Linked DNA regions of Mus musculus: regions 1, 2, 3, 4, 6 and 7 are each linked to region 5. Evidence: chromatin contacts called from public ChIA-PET, HiChIP or PLAC-seq and promoter capture Hi-C data. All regions are on one chromosome and are shown on one strand. Each heading gives the region's core, a stretch centred on a gene start, on an enhancer-like site or on the middle of the called end of the contact. The rest is flanking DNA. Distances are from core to core; before and after follow the strand shown.

Region 1 (2,700 bases), core at 196-2,695, 430 kb before region 5:
TCGAGGATTTATTCCGTGTCTGGAAATCAGTCCATGTCTGGGAATGGCCAAGGCTTTCCTGTCTGTTTGTCCTGCTCAATCTATCTTATCTATTTGTCCCCAGACTGGGAATTTGTAACAGAGAGGAAAGGGACCATAGGCATAATCAGTCAATGCCTTAGCATCACACACAAACCCGAGAAGGGTCCCTACTCCCCGGGGACTCCTTGTATCTGACCTGGAAAAGGAGGCGGAGGGAGCTAAGTACACCCCTATTGAGGAGTCATCCGCTGATTTACCCCAAGAGTTCAGAGCTTCAGGTACATAAAGCTGGGCGTGGCCCGGGGATGAGAGGTGATGCAGGCGTGCAGGTTGGTGCTAATGAGGCACTCTTGGGCTTGCCAAGACAGCTAACGGTACTCCTAAAGGTAGTGAGTACGGGGTGGGAGCTGCTCTAGGTTCCCGAGGAGAGCATCTAAGGAGACCATGTGCCAAACATCCCCACACCTGCATCTCAATCAATTTTCACTACAAGTGGACGCCGTTCTCCCATTCTCGTGCCCCGATCACCGTGCCAGGTTCCCACCGGCGATTCGGACCAGAACACTTCCATGGTGCCTGCCAGGGGCATGCTTCAGGTGACCCGACCGCAGCTCCAGGGACCCGGGACCCCCGCGCCGCAGGCTGAGCAGGGCCCCTCCACCCCGTGTCCCCCGACGGCGCACCACTCACCTCGATGCGCTCGATGCGGTCTCGCAGCGCGCGCACCGCGTCCTCCAGCTCCAGCAGCAGCGCAGGTGAGTCCCAGGCGCCGTCGGCCATGGTGTCGCGGCGGGGCCCGGCGTCCTGGAGGCCGCGCGGCAGGCCGCTCTCACAGCGGCCCAGCTTGCCGGTGAGCTCGCGGATGGTGTCCCGGTCTGCGCGGATGCGCGCCTCCTGCTGCAGCGCCGTCTGGCGCAGCTGCTCCGCGGTGCTCTGCAGCAGCAACAGCTCTGCGCGCTCGCCTGCCGCGTCCCCCTGCTCGGCCCCCGACGGGCAGGCGGCGGCCAGCGGCGTACAGAGGAAGCGACTGAGCAGCGGCACGGGCGGCGGCGGGAAGACGCTGGCCGCGGGCTCCCCGGGCAACACCGAGGGCCCGGCCGAGCCGCCTGCGCTGTGCAGGGCGCTCAGGCTGCGCTGCGGACCCGAGCCACCGGCGGCCGAGGCGGCCGAGGCGTTGTCGGTGCCGCCGGGCAGCGCGCGAGCGGGGCTGGCCGCCAGGGGCACGCTGGCGATGATGCAGATGACGGCACCGAGGAACGCCAGCATGCCCGCGGCCAGCAGCACGGCCAGGAACTTCAGCGTGAGGCGCGGAGGGGGCGCGCGAGGCCCCCGGCAGGCGCGGCGGCGGGGGTCGGGGCGCAGGGCCCGGGAGCGCGGGAGCCGGAACGGGAGCCGGAGTGGGAGCCGGAGCTGTCGCCGCGGCCGCTACTGCCGCCGCTCTGAGCCCGCGCGGCGGGAGGAGGAGGAGAAGGCGGGCGCGGCGGCCCCGCCCCACTCGCTCCCCCGGGGCCGGCCGAAGCCCAGCCCCGCACCCGTTCCGTGCCGGGAGCCCGACTGCGTGCGCCACGCCCAGGGCTTCATCTCACTCAGAAGGAGGTGACTGGATGGCTACGTGGCGGCTGGGTTCTAAGGCGACCCTGCGTCCTGGCCTCTGGTCCTCTCCGGGTCCTCCCGCCCCCCGGAATGCCCATAGCTGTGTCCCTGCGGGGCTCTGGCCTCAGCACGCTGCAGCCTCGGTTGCAGTTAACACCAGTCTGAACACGTTCAAGATACAAATGAGGAAACTGAGGGCCCTGGGCTCAGCGTGATGCCGGCTCCGTTGTAGTTAAGCCTCAGCCTGAACATGCTCCTGATAACAAAGAGGAAACTGAGACCCTCTGAAACTGAGGCCAAGTGGCAGCCCAAGGTCACAGCTAGAATGCATTTGAAGCAGCATTGAGGTGAGCCACATCTGCCTGGACAGGACTACTAAGGTGAAAGCTAGCGATCAAAGAGACAGCAGTCGAGGGTGAGGAGGCCTAATCTGTTTCTGCTGTGGTCACCTGAGTGTCACCTGCTACCTCCTCTTTCCAGAAGAGCAGGTTCGCTCTGCTCCAAGCACCCCATCTGAGCCCTTAGGTCTGCAAGCATCAAAGTTGCCAGAGGATAATCCCCTAGCTCGCTGCAGCCTCTGTCAGAATGGCAGGTGGGATGCAAGCTGGTGGGCGCCAAGACCAGGCAGGAGTGGGCTATGTGTGTAGGTTTTACTTTATCGTGCCTAAAATGCCTCTATATATATTCTGTTGAAAATTAACTTTGCAATGAAAAACGTTAAAAATCTTCCCACCCTTTCCAGTCCGGCTTCAGCCCTGCTGTTCTGCAGGCTGTCTCTGCCTGGGATGGATTCCTGAGCTGGAAGAACCCCTGGAGGCCATGAAGGTTCACGCTGCAGCCTGGTAATGGCTCACTAAGTCCTGAGCCAAGTCTTGACCATCTCAAAAGTCTCTGACTCCCCACAGCTACCAACGTGGACATGACTGGGGACCAGGACCTTTCTGAGGAGGCAGCAACCTCCAGAATCCTGGGGGACCTTGCCTGGTCACTGGCACCCCATTGGAGGTCCATGAGCATCCGTTCTGACTCCCTTCATTTTCCAGGCTGGGGGTTATGTCACCTCTGCTCACCCACACCCTAGAGTCA
Region 2 (2,700 bases), core at 131-2,630, 410 kb after region 5:
AGGGACAAGAACAAAGAGAGCAATTACAGAGCAGTGGACATTGCTTCCCTGGAAGCAGTTAGCCACCATTGCTAGGTTTTAGAATGCATGCCAGGGCTGGTAGGATGGCTCAGCAGGTAAGAGCATTGACTGCTCTTCCGAAGGTCCTGAGTTCAAATCCCAGGAACCACATGGTGGCTCACAACCATCCATAATGAGATCTGACACCCTCTTCTGGTGCATCTGAAGACAGTGATAGTGTACTTATTTATTATAATAAATAAATCTTTGGGCTGGAGCAAGAAGGGACTAAGTGAACGGGGCCAAGACTGGAGTAAGTGGGGTTGTCCGGAGCAAGCAGAGGTCCTAAATTCAATTCCCAACAACCAGATGAAGGCTCACAACCATCTATACTGCTATGGTGTGTACTCTTATACATTAAATAAATAAATAAATAAATAAATCTTTAGAATGCATGCCCCAAACCCTGACTCACCGTCCCTGGCCTCCTCCCTCAAGTCACCTCTTTTCCATGTCCCTTCTCCCTCCGCACCACCATCACGTGTCTCAAAGAACTCTTTTTACCCTGTCTTGCAATAGGTGGTTCCATGAAGGCCTCTCTCGACATCAAGCAGAAAACTTACTCATGGGCAAGGACATTGGATTCTTCATCATCAGGGCCAGCCAGAGTTCCCCAGGAGACTTCTCCATCTCTGTCAGGTACTGACAACTAAACCCGCCTTGATCCTTCTCAGCCTGCTGAAGCCAGATCAGCCACTGGTCAGAAACATGGTGGCATCTCTTTAACTACTGGACTATTTCTTCCCCAGAACATGTCTCCTCAGCTCCTCCACATCCTGATTTCTGTTCAAAATGACCTGTGTAGTGGTCATACATATCTTTAATTCCAGCATTCAAGAGGCAGAGCCAAGGCTGATCTCTGTAAGTTCAAGGCTGGCCTGGTTTACATAGTGAATTCCAGGATAGCCAAGGCTACATATTAAGAACAAGTTGAAGAGAAAAAAAGAAACAAGTGTGTATTTATCTGTTTCCCTGTCCTGCCCAAATATTTTCAGAAAGCAAGTTGATATGTTTTGTATGTGTGCTCTGGACAGCGCCAGACACAAGAAGCATCTATGGAAGTAGGAGAGGAAGAAGGAAAGGACCTCCCACTTGGCTATCTCTTAACCTTGTCTGTTTCTGTCAGTAGATGGCTGAAGAAAGGCCAGAGGAGAGCAGAAATCCCACGCTGCTGCTGGACCCAGAGCGAGGCTGCTTTCCCCCAGCAGGGTCACGGCAAAGCCAAAGCCAAATCGAAAAGAGCAGAACAGAGATGAGGGAGGCCCCCGGTGAGGGGGATCAGAGAGAACTTTGACACCGTAACCCTTGCACCGCTGCACCTTACAGGAAGTGACTCAGTCCAGGCAAGGATGTGACACAGACCTAAGCTGAGAAACCCCAGCTCTGCGGGCAGTGTGTGTGGTCAGCATGTCAAAGACTGCAAGTCAGAGACTTGACCACGTAATGCAAGAAATGCAGCTCTTAGCAGAGGAGGCCAGAGCCTACACAGAACTCACACCCCTGCCCGGTGAATTGACAGGCAATGCTACCCCGCCTTAGTTGATAGGTTTCTAAAGGTGTGAGGCTTTATTGCTTCTATTGAGAATCTAATCTCTGGTGATAAACTGGCTGCTTTGTTTAGAGAGAGAGAGGAACTTTTAAAGCATAGGCAGGAAGGACTAATGGGCCAGTTGTCTCTAGGCTTGTTCACCTCAGAGTGTACTTAATGTCACAACCTTGTCACATTGTCTCCTTAATGTCATCAACTTTGACATCTTGCTAAAACAAAAAGAATATATATATATATATATATATATATATATATATTGTATGTGTGTAAGTGAATGTGTGTGTGTGTGTGTGTGTGTGTGTGTGTGTGTGTGTGTGTGTGTGACATATGTGGTAGCTGGGGCACATATTTGCACATGTGGAGGTCAGAAGATATATTTAAGGAATTGAGGCTCTCCTTCTACCACATGGGTCCCCGAGACTGAACTTGGGGAATCAAGCTTGGTGGACGACACCTTTACCCACTGTCTCAGTCACTGATCTGTTGTTGTGAAAAGATACCACAACCAGGCAACTCTCATTAACAAAAGCATGTCATTGGGGGGTGGCTTCCAGTTTCAGAGTGAGTCCATTATCATGACAGGAAGCCTGGCAGCGAGCAGGCAGACATGGTGCTGGAGAAGTAGTTGAGAGCTACATCCTGCTCTGTGGGCCAAGAGAGAGAAAGAGGTGGAGAAGAAGGAAGGAGAGGCACCCCAAGTGGCACACTTCCTCCAACAAGACCACACCTCTTAATCCTTTCAAGTAGTGCCATTCACTGGTGACTAAGCATTTAAATACATGAGCCTATGGGGACCATTCTTATTCAAACCATCACACCCACAGAGACTTGTCACTAGGTCTATGCTCCTAATTCTCCTTAACTAAAATTTCATATGTCGGGCAGTCCTAAATATTAGCTCAAGCCAATATTAATATCCCAAAGTCTAAACTCCTTGGATCTTCATTAGAGAAAATTTGGTCTATAAATAAGCCAACCAACCCTATTTTTTTTTGGTAAAATTTTGTGTGTATGGATTTTGCATGTATGTCTGCATACCGTGTATATGAAGTGCATGTGGAAGGCAGAAGGGGGCGATTGATTTCCTGAAA
Region 3 (2,700 bases), core at 179-2,678, 490 kb before region 5:
AGTTCCTGGTACTTGTGACTTAGTATTGTTTCTGCTATTCCTGGTGGATAGTGACCTCGCATGGTGGGAAACACCCAAACCCAGACCACAGAAACCAGAAGGTCAGGTTCATCCAGCTAGAAAGACAAGTAGCCTCCTGTCTGGGCTAACTGGCATCTTCCCAGGTGGGATGCCCATCTGGCATCTCTCACTCTCTTCGACTGGTGTTGGTAAAGGGACCAAGTGGTAGTAGCCAAAGCAGGAAGTTGCCTTGGTCCTGGGTTGTATTCCAGTCCTTATAAGGTAGTTCCCCCCATGACTGCCACCCCCACCTGACAGCTCCAGATGCCCATATGCTCCACCTCTTAACCCCTGCCCCGCTGTAGCACATGAAGCCTTTGCCAGGGGGGAAAAGAGTGTAACATGTTTATACAGTGCCCACGCCGCTGTTGCAAGAATCTAAACGTTCTGAGTAGGTGGAGAGGTGGGGCACCGAACACTGCCCCGTGTGCCACCTCCCAGCACTCCCAGAGCGGTGTGGACCTTATCTTTATCTTTCATATTCATCCTGTTGTCACAAAATAGTTTGCCACAGCGGCCATCCAGATTACACAAGATGACAAAGGTCTACCGTGGGGAGCCGCTGAGATAGACACTCCTCCATCCCGCCATTAGTTACAAAACCCTCAAATAAAACATACTTTCCTACTGCAGAGCCTTGGTCCCGAAGATTCCCCTATCCTGGGGAATATTATACGTGACATTTCCACTCCATTTCCCCTGGGACACAAAAAAGTGCTCCAGGCGCTCACCCTCTGTCCTGGCTCTAAGTCACACCCCGGAGCGCGCTGGCTTTGTTTTGTTTTGGTTGGGTTTGGCTGTTTTGGAACTGAGCTAAAAGGGCCCTCCCCCGTACCCCATAACTGTGACAGGCAGCGGTGGCGCAGGCTGAGAACTTCCAGTGCCAGGACTCGGCCTGTGGCACAGCCCTGGTCCGGTTTGGGGCGGCTGGGTCTTGGCTGCCCTCCTCCCCGGAGGCTGCTGGGGAAGTCCCGCCTGGGGACAGCGCCCTCCCCGTGACCGCGATGCGTCAGGGCGCCGGCCCGCGAGTGTCCCGGGGCGTGCGTCGCGCAGGGGCTGGAGTGGCCCGGCCTGGCCGGACAGGGAGGCGCAGGCCCGCGCTTTGGCCGGACGGCGACCCGGGTCAGGCGGGCGCGGGGCCGTGGGGAGGCGGGCCCAATCCCTTCTTTACCTTGCGTGGTTCTTCCCGCGTCGGAGTCCCCCGGGCGGCGCCGCGCACTGGGCCGGGCCGGGCCCGGGGCTGGGGCTGAAACGCGCGCGGAGCGGAGACGCGGGACGGCGCGGGGTCGGTGAGCGGACAATGCGGCCGGCAGAGGACCGCGCTGCGCGAGTGGGGCAGGGCGGTGCGCGCGTGGCCGAGTGTGTATGTGTGCGCCTGTCAATCAACGCTGACAGCCCACAAGTCATTGGCCGGGCCCAGCCGGCCCGCCCCGCCCTCTGCCGCCGCCCATTGGTTGATTTGAACACAAAGGCTCCGGCTCGGCCCGCCCTCCGCGTGGGCCCTGTAGTCCGCGCGTGGGAGGCGGGGGCGAGTACGACCTCCAGGCTGTGGGACCCGAGCGTTCCCTCGCGCATCCGTGCCCACGCGCGCGCGGCGCCGGAGCTCTAAAGGCTTTAGGTGCGGGAGCACACAGGGTGTCATGAAATTGGCCCCAGGATAGGGTCCTGACGCGGCCCCGCGCGGGTGGTTTGGACGCTTACCAGCGTCAGCCGTGTCTGCCCATTTTAAAGACGAGGGAAACAGGTCCGTGGAAGTTTTTTTTGTTTCTTATAAAGAACCCACCCAGAGGGGAAGTTGAGTCTAGAAGATTAATACTATTTAATTTTAAGGTTGAATTTTAAATTCCAAGGTGGGCAGGATACCCATCTTCCCGCACCACCTATTTTTGTTGTTGTTTTTGTTTTTCCAAGACAGGATTTTACTGTCACGGAGATCCACCTACCCCTCTGCCTCCCAGGTGCTGAGATAAGAGTGCACCACCATGTCCAGTCAGAAACCCCAAGTTTGACAGCAGCTTTTCTGTTTTAAAGAAGGCTCCATCCACAGCTGGTTGCAAGAGAAGGTAGGGCTGGCAACACGGTTCTCCTACTTTCCTCCCCCTGGGATGAGTTCCTGACTCCACGGACCTGTCCCCTCCCACCACCACCCCATCTCTCTCTCTCTCTCTCTCTCTCTCTCAAACACACACACACCCCGCCCCCAGAAGATAAAGGAGTGCGACTGGGGATAAACCACTTCTGTTCAATATCTTCTAAGGATGATGAGATCCGGTGTCCTTCACTTTAAAATGCCAAGGGGGTGGGGGGAACTGGGACAAGAAAGACAGTGGTGGTTCACGCCTTTAATCCCAGCACTGGGGAGGCAGAGGCAGGCAGATTTCTGAGTTTGAGGCCAGCCTGGTCTACAGAGTGAGTTCCAGGACAGCCAGGGCTATACAGAGAAAGCCTGTCTCGAAAAGAAAAAAAAAAAAAAAAAAAAAAGCTGGTATCCAAAGGCAGTAGGAAACTGAGGAAATACACACACCCTCATTTTGGATTGGTTCCACTGCCAAATAAAACCAGATCCCCTTTCTAGACCTCCATTGTCCCATCTGGAAATGAGATGCTGTCTACCCTTACAGTATCTTTGGACAATTATGC
Region 4 (2,700 bases), core at 138-2,637, 460 kb before region 5:
TCAGGAGGAAAAGATGGCAGAGTCATGGATGGTTGGAAAAGGGAAGCTATGAATCCTCGTATCACTGTACCAACCTCTTTCAGTTTCCTCACTCCTGTACCCCAAGAATTCCTAGCCACAGGGGAAGAGCAGAGCCAGACAGCAGGCCTGAGGTTCATCTGCAGACAGTGGCTACTGAGTGGGATACTGCGCAGGAAAGCACTGGGCTCTTCCCAGGAGGGAAAGTGTGAGGTCATAACAGACAAAAAGAAGAAATTAGGGGGTGGAGGTCAGTTTATAAAGTGCTTGCTACAAAAGTATGAAGACCAGAGTTTTCTATCCCAGCACCCGTGTAAAGGGCTGGGTGAGGCGGCCATGCCTGTGAGCCCAGCATTGGAGAGGCAGCTGAGAGGATGGATCCTTGGAAGCTCATTAGCCATGAAGCCCAGTGGTGAGCTCCTGGCATCAAAGAGGGAGACCCTGTCTCAGACAATAAGGTGGAGAGTGATTGTGAAAGACACCGAATGTTGACTTCCAGCCTCCACATGTAACTGCACACACAGGAACGCACATACACACAGAAAAAAGACAAGTGAGCAAGTACCGTCTACACTGGACTGGACCCTTTGTACTTCATTTGCCAAAGGAGATGAACTTCAGACTATTGGCTTTATAGATGCACTGACTGGTGCCCAGAGAGATCTTAGGTAGTTCTTACCAATGGGAATCCAACTTAAGTTTGCCAAATTCTTTGCATTACATAAAAGGTTAGGAGAACACACATCCTAAGGGGCGTTGACAGTTAAGTCCCACAACATCATGCTAGGACGTCAGAGTCCAAAAGGCCTTTGCGACCATTCAACCCAATTTCGACTTTATAGATGGGAAGACTGAGTGCCCCCCGTCGGGCAATAGTCAGCCTAGAATCCCAGAGTATCGCCAAATCTCCAAACCAAGTGATCTGGGACGAGGCGATTTAGACCACCAGTCAGCAGCGAGGTGGTGCGGGGACAAAGTGCAGTGGGAGTCAAAACAGGGAGGATGCGAGGGCATGGAGCTAAACAGGACCCAAGATGAGTGAGGAGGAGCGGCCTGCAAAGTGGTGCTGGTGCGCAATGTCACTGCCAAGCTCCGTGGTCTCCTACGTGGGACAAGGGGAGGTCCTGGGCCGGGAACCGCGGGCTGGGGACCTAGGTGGGGCCTAGCGTTGGGCCAGGCCTTGTCCGCCCCGCGCATCCTCCCGCCCTCCCTCAGGGCCAGCCCTCCCCGCCGCGCTGCCCTCCGCACTCCGCGCCCTCACCTGCTCCCGCGGGGGCCGGAGCCGAGGCCACAGCCAGCGCACCCCCGCCAGGGTTGTCAAGGAGCGAGCCAGAGTGTCTTAGCAACCATCACGGAAGTCCCGTCCCGTCACCGGACGTTGACAGCAATATCACTTATTATTGGTGTAGAGAAGTGCCAATTAATTCCGAAGGGGCCTAGGAGGCCGGAGCTTACGCGAGGGGCGTGGCTTAAAGACCGAGGAGGTGGGGCTTCGCTCATAGTCGTCTTAAGCCTGCCGGAGCAGCTGCGGACAGGCAGAAGTAGTCTTTGTAGAGGAACAAACTTCTTAAAGCTGTATTGCCCTGGGAGTTTTCGACATCGAAAATGACAAATGCAGTTTGTTGGTGTCGTGACGCTGATCTGCTATTTTACGACGACCGCAGGAGCCTGATAACCACCAGAACTTAGGTAGTGTTTTAGTCCTTTACAGTGAGTGACTGTCTCATTGATTCGCAACACAGTGCTTACTGTTAACAGCATCCGTGATCCCGTCTGGGCCAATGTGTAGAACTAGAGAGACTGAAGGAAAGAATCAAGGCATAACCTCAGAGAAGGAATCCAGATCTTTCCCTTGTGCAAACCCTCCAGGGTTGCTTTGTCCCAGGGGCTGGGAGACACCTGTACCATCAGATGCAGTTGTCTGGAACCTGCTTCTGATTCTTGGAAAGAAATGACCAAAGAGTGTTAGAGCCTCTTGCTGAGGGGAAGGTGAAGAAGAAGAATGGATCAGTGGAATGCCCCATAATCTAAACATTTATTCTATGCGTATCATGCAATCATTAATGAAGCCCCACTAGCTGGTGATTCTGCGGAAGGCACAGTTCAGAAGGTATAGAGCCATGAGAAGAAATGGAATCGTTTCCGCGTGCTTCTATAGCAGAGACTGGCAGGGTACTGGCTCTTTTTAAGTGGGACAACGAGGCGGGAAGAGCCCAAGATGACCAGAATGCTAATGGGAGCGGGACAGCGGTAGCTCCAAGAGGCCTGGGTGCAGGGTCAACGTAGTAGGAGTGCAGGGTCAACATAGTAGGTCAAGTAGAGGGGAAGACAAAGAAAGAAGCAGGGCAGAAGAAAGAGAGGTTTGAAACACAAGTGGCCCCTGGTGTGAGGTGAGATAGAGTCATTGGTTGCTGGAGAGCTTTGGGGAGAGTGGTAACAAGGTCTGATCTGGGACAGTGGATTAACCTAGCTTGAGTGTACAGACCCAGAACACACACATTGGGCTTGGTTTGAGACTTGGCAGCAGGAATTCAGCTCAGCACACGACAGTTCCTAGCTAGCCTCCCTGGAAAGTTCTGACTGTCTGTGGCGAATCTTACTCAGCCTTCAAATTTCCTTAATCCTCTTTTCCAACTTTCTCCAGGAGATGAAGGGCAGCCTTTGAGGGGGATGACGCTCTCA
Region 5 (2,700 bases), core at 69-2,568:
CTCAGGGCTGGTAGTCTTGGTTCTATAAGAAAGCGGGCTGAGCAAGCCAGGGGAGGCAAGCTAGTACAGAACATCCCTCCATGGCCTCTGCATCAGCTCCTGCTCCCTGACCTGCTTGAGTTCCAGTCCTGACTTCCTTGGTGATGAACAGCAGTATGGAAGTGTAAGCCAAATAAACCCTTTCCTCCCCAACTTGCTTCTTGGTCATGATGTTTGTGCAGGAATAGAAACCCTGACTAAGACACAGTCCATCCATTCACCAGTGAAATGCCTACTGTACCTGAACCTGTGCCCTGGGTAAATGAATGTTCCCCTTGAGCTGCAATTCCTATAAGGTCCTGTTTCCTTATGATGTGAGTTGATAGTTATGTCCAGTCCTGTACCCAGTCCAGAGGATCCCAGATTGCCCATGCTCTGTGAAACCTGGCTGAACCCTGAGGTTTGCATCAGTGTCTCGGCTGGCTGGTCTCTGGTCTCCAAAACACCACAGATATGTGGGGGCTGGAAGACACTTTAATGTTTAGCCCCCATTATACTGGGAGCATGGGGCAGGAGTGGGGTGAGTGTGGGAAGGTTAGTGAATCTGGAAAAGGTAATCCTGACATCCGAGACTCTGTGTGTGAGTGGGTAATCCTAAGGTCTCCCCCAGAGGGTCTCCTTGTCCTTTACGAGTGGAAAACTCGTCTACTTAGGAGACTGTCCCGAGGGATAGGTTACCCGGTCTTCTAGCTGGAAATTTCACAAACTAGATTTATTTGGGTCACAAACTTCTTTCTTTAAAAAGCAAAGTAGGGCGGCCTAAAAGAATGGAAAGCCACACACTTTGGAGGAATACTGAGCTTGGACCCACTGTGAGCCTCTGCAGGGCTCAGCTTTCAGTGCAAATGACCCTGCCTCCCTCGGCCTCGATTTTCCCAAGTGTAACACTGGAATGCTGAAGTCTACCAAACAGAGAGGTTGGGTTGGACAAAATGCAGTGTGTCAAGTAATCAATTCAGTGTGGTCAGAGCCTCTCGCAGGCCAGACGTAGGCAGCAGGTGGAGGGCGACGACTTGCGGCTCCTCCCTTAAGCCACACCCAGCCAGCACTGAGTTTACACAGAGACTGCACAGTAACGCTTTCGGAGGAGGGGCCGTGGAGCTAGGTAACGTCACCTAGGAGGCGGGGCTGCGTCTGTGGGCGGGGCCCCACGACGGGCAGCGCTGGACTAAGTTCCGGGCTCCGCCTCCGGAGGGAGGCTACGGAGGGGCCGACCGGAAGTGCTTCCGCCTCCGCCCGCCTCCGCGCTCCCTGTCGCGTCTCCGTCGGCCCCGCGAGCGAGGTCGTGCCCCGGAAGTAGAGGGGCCATGTTGATGGGTGACCCGGAGAGAGGTACTGGGCGAGTGGCGAGTCCTGAGGAAAGGTAGCGCGTGGTCCGCGGGTGAGTGAGGGAGCGAATGAGGGCGGCCGGGGATCGCCCGTTTGAGCTCGGGCCAGTTTGGGGGCTACCGGCTCCCACCGGGGCCTCCAAGCTTCGCCCCGCCCCGCCTCAAGACCCGGTTGCCTCAAGCCACAGAGCCAGCCTGGCCCCGGGGTCTGCGTTCCCGTCCTCTGGGCGTTGTACCCCGATCGGAGCCCGTAGTCAGTCACTCAGCGACCTCGTTCCAGCCCCTGCGTGACGTTCTCCTTCCAGCCCTCCGTTGTTTTTCTGCATCTTTTGCATCCCGGAAGACCCTCAGGGCCAAAGGGGAGCTGTTCTGCAGTTGAGGAAAAAGGGACAGCGGTGGCTTGCCCCGGTTCGCGCTGGAAGTTAGCAAGGTCAGAGGCTACTGCTTCTGTCTTGGAGCCCAAAGTTCAGATCATTTTTTGTTTTTCATCCAGGAACTCCCTTCACCCCTGAAACACATACAGGCTCATACAACAACTGTTTCTTCCTCATAGGGTTATGGGGAGGATTCCTCCTTCCAGCCTAGTTTTGAGGTTGGTGAGCCCTGGGCCCTGTGCTGGCAAAGTTTGCTGAACGCCCTGAAGTGCACACATGTAAGACACCCCCCCCCCCCGCCCCCACCTCATTCCAGCGAGTTAGGGTCTGGATTGTTTTGGTGAGTGGGCAAATCACTTCCTTTTGGGAATGATGTCACATACTTGGCACACATCTTTCATCTCAGCTCTCAGGAGGCAGAGACAGGAGGATTTCAGAGTTTGAGGGCAGCCTGCTTTACAGAGTGAGTTCTAGGACAGCCAGAGCTCCGTAGAGAGGCCCTGCATCAGGAAACCAAATTAAACAAAAGCAAAAGAAAGCAAAAACAGAAAGAATAAAAAGAAAGAAAGAAAGAAAGAAAGAAGAGATAGAGTGATGTCTCTGTGGTTAAGAGCACTGGCTGCTTTTCAGAGGACCCAGGCTCAATTTCCAGCACTTCTGTGGTGGCTCACAACTGTATATATTATAACTCCAGTCTAAGGATATGACAGTGTTACACTCTCAAGGCAAACTGGCATGTAGACAAACATGCAGGCAAATACCCATACAGAAAAAAGTAAAAAAGTAATTAAAACAATAAGGCCAATCAGCGTGATGCTGCTTATATGGTGGTACCAGGATCCAGATATAAATCCTGGTCTTTAACTACTCTAGGCCACACTGTCTGGTAGAGTCCCATTACAGGGGCTTTTTAGGAGCAGTTCTCAAAATAACCTTGTGTAGTAAGTACTCTCATGATG
Region 6 (2,700 bases), core at 80-2,579, 510 kb after region 5:
GTGAGTGGCAGGCTGTGTATTTGGTGAGATTTTTTTTCATGGTTATTTGCCTCGTTATCATCCATATCAATGTCCAGTTCACTGGTTTATCTCAGAGGCAGTGTACATTTAACAACTTGCCAACAATTGGGCACGGTGGCATATACCCATAATCCAGGTACTCCAGAGTCTGAGACAGGAGGATCACAATGAGTTAGAGGCCAATATGGGCTATGTGAGACCTGCCTCTCAAAAAACAAAAAACAAAACCAAGGGAACAGGATGTAGCCCAGCTGGTAGATTGCTTACATATCCTGAACAAAGTGCACACACAGAGCCTTGTATGATGTGGCTCTTGCTGTAATCTCAGCATTGGAAAGCAAATGACAAGAGAATGATGTGACTTTGAAGGTCAGCCTGGTGCATGCAGCAAACCTTGCCTCAAGGAACTCAAATAAACAGAATTAATGATGAGGGTGAGCACAGTTGCTTGTGTTTAGGTTGTCAGAAGGCAGTCCTGTTTTCTCAAGCCCTTTGCTTAAGAATTGACCAACTGTCCTGGAGGTAGCCTAGAACACATACAATTGAACAAACAGGCTTAGTAGCCCAAGGTGGGATACCTGTTTTTCTCATCATTCCTGCTTGAGACTGTCCCCTACACCAAGCAGTCTTTCCGGATTTTCCCAGATAGTAGAGTAAAACTGAGGTTTTAAAGCCAGAGTTTTATAGCCAGGTGTGGGAGGCAGAGGCAGGTGGATCTTTGTGGGTCTAGAACAGCTTGTTTTACATAGCAGGTTCTAGGCTTCTTCTGTACCAGTCCCAAGGTGCCCTCTACTACTGTAAGTTCCATGGGGATAGCATGCTGCCCTGATATACTATAGGGGTTTTTTTTGTTTTTTTTGTTTTTTGTTTGTTTGTTTTTAAAGAGATGTGTGAGTAGAATCCTTACATGAGTTAAGTCAGAATATTGTATTGAGTTGAGTTTATTTTTCCTTAAAAATGTGTGTCGATCACATAAGGATTTATTGAGAATGTCTCTTGGGCAGACTCTGTATTTAATAATACTAATGAAGTATTAAGTGATCCCTCTGATGCAGACTCTCTTAGTTACTGTCCTATTGCTGTGAAGAGACACCAACCACAACCAAGGCTGACAAAATAAAGCATTTAGGTGGGGCTTGCTTACAGATTCAGAAGTTTGTCCCATTGTCATCATGTCAAGGAGCATGGTGGCACACAGGCAGACGTGGTGCTGGAAAAGTAACTGAGAGGTCTACCTACATCCTGATCTAGAGGCATGGACCTGACTGCGACCTTTGAAACTTCAAAGCCCGCCTGTCTCCAGGTGACACATCTACAAGGCCACACCTTCTAATCTTTCTCAAGCAATGCCACTCCCTGATGACTAAGCATTCAGATCTATGAGCCTATGGGGACATTCTTATTGAAAGTGTAACACATGCCAGACCTCAGAGAGCTTATAAGCAGTAGTCCACACAGAAGGAAGCCTGGGGAGGAGTGCATGTACAGTTTACTAGCTCAGAAGGAGGACACATTGAGATTGCCTGTGAGGTAAGATGGTGTCAGGGATTTCACAGAAAAGATTGCCTAACCTGCGTCTGTCTTCAAGTTGAGAAGTTTGGCCTGTGGGTACTTCTAAGAGGAAATAGCTTGCACAAAGGCACATGAAACCACTGTGGGTGCTCTAGGGAAATTGAATACAGTGTAGCTTTGTAAGATAAAACAGGAGAACTCAGCAGGTACTAGGCCAGGTATAGCATGGAGTAGAGATTATATTTTCTTACTCAAGAGTTTGTACTTTCTAAATATCATTCTTATGTTAAAGGTAGTGGGTATTGAGGCTAAGAAAACCAAATTCTAAAAACTAGTGAAACTAGTTAAAATGGATGAAGTCAAAGTCGGTGGCAGCAGACATATGTAAGAAGAACACACTGATTAGAATTGATAGGCTTTGGTGCTAGGAAGGAGCTGATGATGTCAGATTTCTGATCTGAGGGGGTGATGTTGTTTCGGATGAGGTAGAGGGGAAACACCTGTTGGGGACAGGATGTTTGAGTTGTAGTTGCACTGAGTCTTAGGCACCGGTGGCACAGGAGGTAGCAAAGGCTGTTGGCGTAGGCAGCAATGCATCTGATTCTGGCTGGTAAGAACGCTCAGCACTGGCTTTGGGGATCGTCAGCACAGAGGTGGTAGTTACATTTGTGAACAAAAGATAGGGACATTGGAACTACAAATGCAAGCTGCGTTAGGAAGTTGAGGCAGGAAGACCACAAATTCAAGGCCAGCCTAGATTATATAGTGACACCCTCACTCAAATTAAAAGAAAAAAACTTCCAGGACAGCCAGGGCTACACAGAAAAACTCTTGTTTCGGAAAACAAAAACAAAAATGAAGTCCTGGGTTCAGTCCCCAGCAACTGGGAGGTTAGAAGCAAGAGGATCAGAAACTGAAGGTCCCTGATGGAGAGCAGGCCAGACTGAGTCATGCGAAACCCTATCTCAGAAAATAAACCAAGCAAATATGTAGTTACAGAAATGTGTGCTGTTGCCTTTTGCTGTTGTTTTGGTGGTTTTATTTGGCTGTTTTTTGTTTGTTGCTTGTACAATGTTGGAGTATAGTATATTCCTTAACAGTCTGCATTCCAAGATGATACTAGAGAAATGCTGGTGACAGCAGGGAGAACTAAGGAGGGTCGTGAGG
Region 7 (2,700 bases), core at 106-2,605, 440 kb after region 5:
AGAGAGAGAAGGAAGGAGTGAGAGAGAAGGAGTGAGAGAGAGAGAGAGAAGGAAGGAGTGAGAGAGAGATAGAAGGAAGGAGAGAGAGAGAGGGAGAGAGAGAGAGAGAGAGATGCCTATTGACTCCTTCATACACACCCCTAATAACCCCAATAACCTCTGTTTCTTTATAAGAACAAGCAAAGGAGGCCACATGTTGGGAAAGGACCTCCCTCACCGCAGAGAGCATAGCAGTTCCTTTGCTTAGCCGCTCCTTTCTCGGGAGATATAGAAAAGCATTTATTTCTAGGCCTCAATTTCCTCGTTTGTGAAATGAGGGGGTTGGACTCATTTCTAAAGCTCCTTCCAGCTCCAAGTCGCTGTGCTACAAAATGAGAGAAATGTGAACCTTTGGTTGCTATGATCTGAAAATATTTTGAATGTGGAGAATCAAAATTGTACAGCAGCACACGAACAAAATAATATGTTAATGACTAAGAAGATTGTATTTAATCCAATGGGAAACAGCAGATCCTCTGGTGGTGATGGTGGTGGTGTGCACGCGCGTGTCTGTGCTCAGCTTCCTTCCTTGGGCTCAAACATGTATTTTGAATCGCTAATATAGTAATCAGGCCTCTGGCAGCCTATCAGGCCCAAACACACGCACACACCACTTCAAATTAAAATGAGGGGCAAATCCACTGCCTCCTGCTTACATCTTTGCTATTTGGGTGATTCTTTTAGGAGAAAAAAATTTTGTAGTGACGGTGTTGGTGTTGAATTGACAGCCCCTGGAGGCCTCTGATCTCAGAACTGGGACGCGTGGGCGGGAGAACTAGGGATTTCATTAGCATCTTTGCTTTCCCACACAGACTGCCCCCTACACAGTCCGACGATCTAGCCCAACAGCACACACACTTGGACCCTGAAGGCCGGAGTGGGTCAGGATGCTACTAAATTCCGCAGGCGTCCGGACTAGAACACGTGCTCTGGGCCCTGCCTGCGGGAAGATGAGGCTGTACCCGCGGGGCTGAGTCCCGAGGGTGCTGGAGGCGTAAAGGGGTCAGGTCGCCGACCTTCCCTGCACTGATGGGTCGCAGCTGGGAGGCGGGCGTGACTCAAAGGCCGCACGTGCCTCTGACCACAGCCGGGCTTTCACTTCCACGCCGACACTCTGCACCCCAGCCGGGCTAAGTAGGCCAGAGACGCAGGGCGTCGGCTGAGCCGCCCGTGAGGTCCCCGCAAGCCCTGCAGAGGCGGCGGTCCCTCTCCGCCCGACGGCCGCGCCCGCACCGGGGCCCGCGCCGATTGGCCGACTGGCGATCGCTGGGCGGGCCGAGGCGGACCTCGCGGCCAGGTGAGGCGCCCCGCCCCTCGAGCGCTCCAGGTGCGGCGGTGGGGACAGCAGGGTCCGAGCCTGGGGCCCCGGGACAGGGCTGGGGCGCCATGGCCGAGTCCCAACTGAGCTGCCTGGACGAGGCGCACGTGAACGAGAGGGTGACCGAGGCACATGCAGCTTTCTACTACTGCGAGAGGCGGCGGGCCGCGCTGGAGGCGCTGCTGGGTGGAGGCGAGCAGGCCTACCGCGAACTGGTCAAGAAGGAGCGGCTGCGGGACTTCCTCTCCAGCCAGGAGCGCCAGGCCCTCTGCGCCGCCTGGAGCCCCTACGAGGAGGCAGTCTCCAGCACCCGTGCCAAGGCTAAGGCCAAGGCCAAGGTCCCGGCCCAGCCCACTGAGTCCCTGGCCTACTGGCCAGACCGCTCGGACACCGAAGTGCCCCCACTGGACCTGGGGTGGACAGACACCAACTTCTACCGCGGTGTGAGCCGAGTCACGCTCTTCACCCACCCGCCCAAAGAAGAGAAGGCACCGCACCTGAAGCAGGTGGTCAGGCAGATGATCCAGCAGGCCCAGAAGGTAGGCCTCGGGCCCCAGTCCTGCACCAGAGGGACCCCCCACACACACACACACTCCCCTGCCTGGTCTCACTTGCGGGCCACTCTCACCATCCTCTGGGAAATGGACCCCCGCTGGCGCTCACCTTGTGCAGCTGTGATGAGACCTTTTGAAAGATGGATGTGTAAGTTCGTGGCAAAGCACTGGTTTTTCTTACTACAGTGTCTAGGTGCGCTAGCCTTGTGTTGGTATACCTCTGTCACCATCCATCTTCCTTGGGCAGTGTGACAGTTGTGAGGCCCTGTGCTAAACTAGCCACTCAAAGGGCTTGATCATGAACTATCACCAGGGATTTATTTACAAGGCGTATCCTCGGCCGTTTCCCTATTTGATCTTCACAATCGCATGAAGTTGGTAATAGCCTCCCTTCCCCTCTGGGCCAGATGAGCTTTTCTTAGGAGCCTTTCTCCCCCAAACAACCCGACTTTCCCATTATCATCCTCTCCTGGGCTTGGCACTAGAGCCCAAGCAGGCTCAAATGAATGAGGAACGCTATTTTAAGCTCTAGCAGTGGCTTGGCCCAGTGTTGGGTGCTCCCACAAAGCACTGGACCAAGCTCAGGAAGAGGCTCCTACTTTGCCCATCTGCTCTGCTTGGGTGTTGAGAGATGTTTCCAAGGAGCCTGGTTAGAATACCAGTTGGACAGCTGGCTGTGGGGTAGGTGAAAGACTAATCTTTTCCTCTGTGCCCTTGGGTACTTGGGTAGTTTCCAGATAAAATGTGGGCTATTGCATTAAATTCAAACTTCAAATAGGTCTTTTTGTA

Evidence for each region. Promoter capture Hi-C pulls out the DNA fragments that hold promoters and counts their contacts. ChIA-PET counts read pairs in DNA pulled down with a chosen protein or histone mark. HiChIP or PLAC-seq counts read pairs in DNA pulled down with a chosen protein or histone mark.
Region 1: a contact with region 5 is called in an H3K27ac HiChIP or PLAC-seq map of epiblast stem cells, with 3 times the contacts expected there. The contact joins the promoter of Nptxr here to the promoter of Mief1 in region 5. A contact is called at or near these places in 1 of 39 promoter capture datasets (3T3-L1-derived adipocytes), 3 of 115 datasets of contacts at active chromatin or transcription factors (embryonic hindbrain, epiblast stem cells and large pre-B cells) and 2 of 9 other capture datasets (liver and pancreatic islet).
Region 2: a contact with region 5 is called in an H3K4me3 HiChIP or PLAC-seq map of bone marrow-derived macrophages, with 5 times the contacts expected there. The contact joins the enhancer-like site here to the promoter of Mief1 in region 5. A contact is called at or near these places in 1 of 484 Hi-C or Micro-C datasets (pre-B cells), 7 of 115 datasets of contacts at active chromatin or transcription factors (acute myeloid leukemia, bone marrow-derived macrophages, effector CD8 T cells and 4 more) and 2 of 9 other capture datasets (liver and pancreatic islet).
Region 3: a promoter capture Hi-C map of pre-B cells shows a contact between it and region 5, with 5 times the contacts expected there. The contact joins the promoter of Sun2 here to the promoter of Mief1 in region 5. A contact is called at or near these places in 13 of 39 promoter capture datasets (the 3T3-L1 cell line, 3T3-L1-derived adipocytes, embryonic stem cells and 8 more), 4 of 484 Hi-C or Micro-C datasets (embryonic stem cells and palatal mesenchyme) and 6 of 115 datasets of contacts at active chromatin or transcription factors (T-cell acute lymphoblastic leukemia, astrocytes, embryonic forebrain and 3 more).
Region 4: an HNF4G HiChIP or PLAC-seq map of pancreatic cancer cells shows a contact between it and region 5. The contact joins the promoter of Dnal4 here to the promoter of Mief1 in region 5. A contact is called at or near these places in 7 of 39 promoter capture datasets (the 3T3-L1 cell line, 3T3-L1-derived adipocytes, frontonasal cranial neural crest and 3 more), 1 of 484 Hi-C or Micro-C datasets (embryonic stem cells), 4 of 115 datasets of contacts at active chromatin or transcription factors (acute myeloid leukemia, astrocytes, pancreatic cancer cells and 1 more) and 2 of 9 other capture datasets (liver and pancreatic islet).
Region 6: an RNA polymerase II ChIA-PET map of effector CD8 T cells shows a contact between it and region 5, with 6 read pairs. The contact joins the enhancer-like site here to the promoter of Mief1 in region 5. A contact is called at or near these places in 1 of 39 promoter capture datasets (embryonic stem cells), 4 of 115 datasets of contacts at active chromatin or transcription factors (acute myeloid leukemia, bone marrow-derived macrophages, effector CD8 T cells and 1 more) and 1 of 9 other capture datasets (adipose tissue).
Region 7: a FOXA1 HiChIP or PLAC-seq map of pancreatic cancer cells shows a contact between it and region 5. The contact joins the promoter of Fam83f here to the promoter of Mief1 in region 5. A contact is called at or near these places in 4 of 39 promoter capture datasets (the SN4741 cell line, cranial neural crest, embryonic stem cells and 1 more), 1 of 15 datasets of contacts at CTCF or cohesin (large pre-B cells), 1 of 484 Hi-C or Micro-C datasets (bone marrow-derived macrophages), 11 of 115 datasets of contacts at active chromatin or transcription factors (T-cell acute lymphoblastic leukemia, bone marrow-derived macrophages, embryonic basal ganglia and 7 more) and 2 of 9 other capture datasets (adipose tissue and liver).

Annotation. Positions count from the first base shown.
Region 1 is chr15:79,803,264-79,805,963 of GRCm38.p6, forward strand. It overlaps Nptxr (neuronal pentraxin receptor), which reads right to left and starts at 1,446. Exons shown (of 5, transcript NM_030689.4): 1 at 712-1,446. The coding sequence starts at 1,320. All of the region lies in intron 5 of Npcd (neuronal pentraxin chromo domain), which reads right to left.
Region 2 is chr15:80,637,866-80,640,565 of GRCm38.p6, forward strand. Grap2 (GRB2-related adaptor protein 2) reads left to right here. Exons shown (of 8, transcript NM_001289442.1): 4 at 580-699. Among named protein-coding and RNA genes, the nearest start is that of Mir6957, 6.9 kb to the right of the region's middle. Within about 2 kb of position 1,381, at least 80 of the 459 cell types and tissues checked have an H3K27ac peak or open chromatin away from gene starts, as enhancers often do. A contact at or near this core is called in acute myeloid leukemia, bone marrow-derived macrophages, effector CD8 T cells and 1 more, where this site is marked.
Region 3 is chr15:79,741,108-79,743,807 of GRCm38.p6, forward strand. It overlaps Sun2 (Sad1 and UNC84 domain containing 2), which reads right to left and starts at 1,429. Exons shown (of 18, transcript NM_001205345.1): 1 at 1,232-1,429. Gm16576 (predicted gene 16576) reads left to right here and starts at 1,591. Exons shown (of 4, transcript NR_045069.1): 1 at 1,591-1,804; 2 at 1,976-2,123.
Region 4 is chr15:79,773,080-79,775,779 of GRCm38.p6, forward strand. Dnal4 (dynein, axonemal, light chain 4) reads right to left here and starts at 1,388. Exons shown (of 4, transcript NM_017470.2): 1 at 1,280-1,388. Gm30977 (a long non-coding RNA gene) reads left to right here and starts at 1,449. Exons shown (of 4, transcript XR_875488.3): 1 at 1,449-1,707.
Region 5 is chr15:80,232,762-80,235,461 of GRCm38.p6, forward strand. Mief1 (mitochondrial elongation factor 1) reads left to right here and starts at 1,319. Exons shown (of 6, transcript NM_178719.5): 1 at 1,319-1,420.
Region 6 is chr15:80,741,737-80,744,436 of GRCm38.p6, forward strand. All of the region lies in intron 1 of Tnrc6b (trinucleotide repeat containing 6b), which reads left to right. Among named protein-coding and RNA genes, the nearest start is that of Tnrc6b, 32 kb to the left of the region's middle. Within about 2 kb of position 1,330, at least 108 of the 459 cell types and tissues checked have an H3K27ac peak or open chromatin away from gene starts, as enhancers often do. A contact at or near this core is called in acute myeloid leukemia, adipose tissue, effector CD8 T cells and 1 more, where this site is marked.
Region 7 is chr15:80,670,492-80,673,191 of GRCm38.p6, forward strand. Fam83f (family with sequence similarity 83, member F) reads left to right here and starts at 1,356. Exons shown (of 5, transcript NM_145986.2): 1 at 1,356-1,896. The coding sequence starts at 1,426.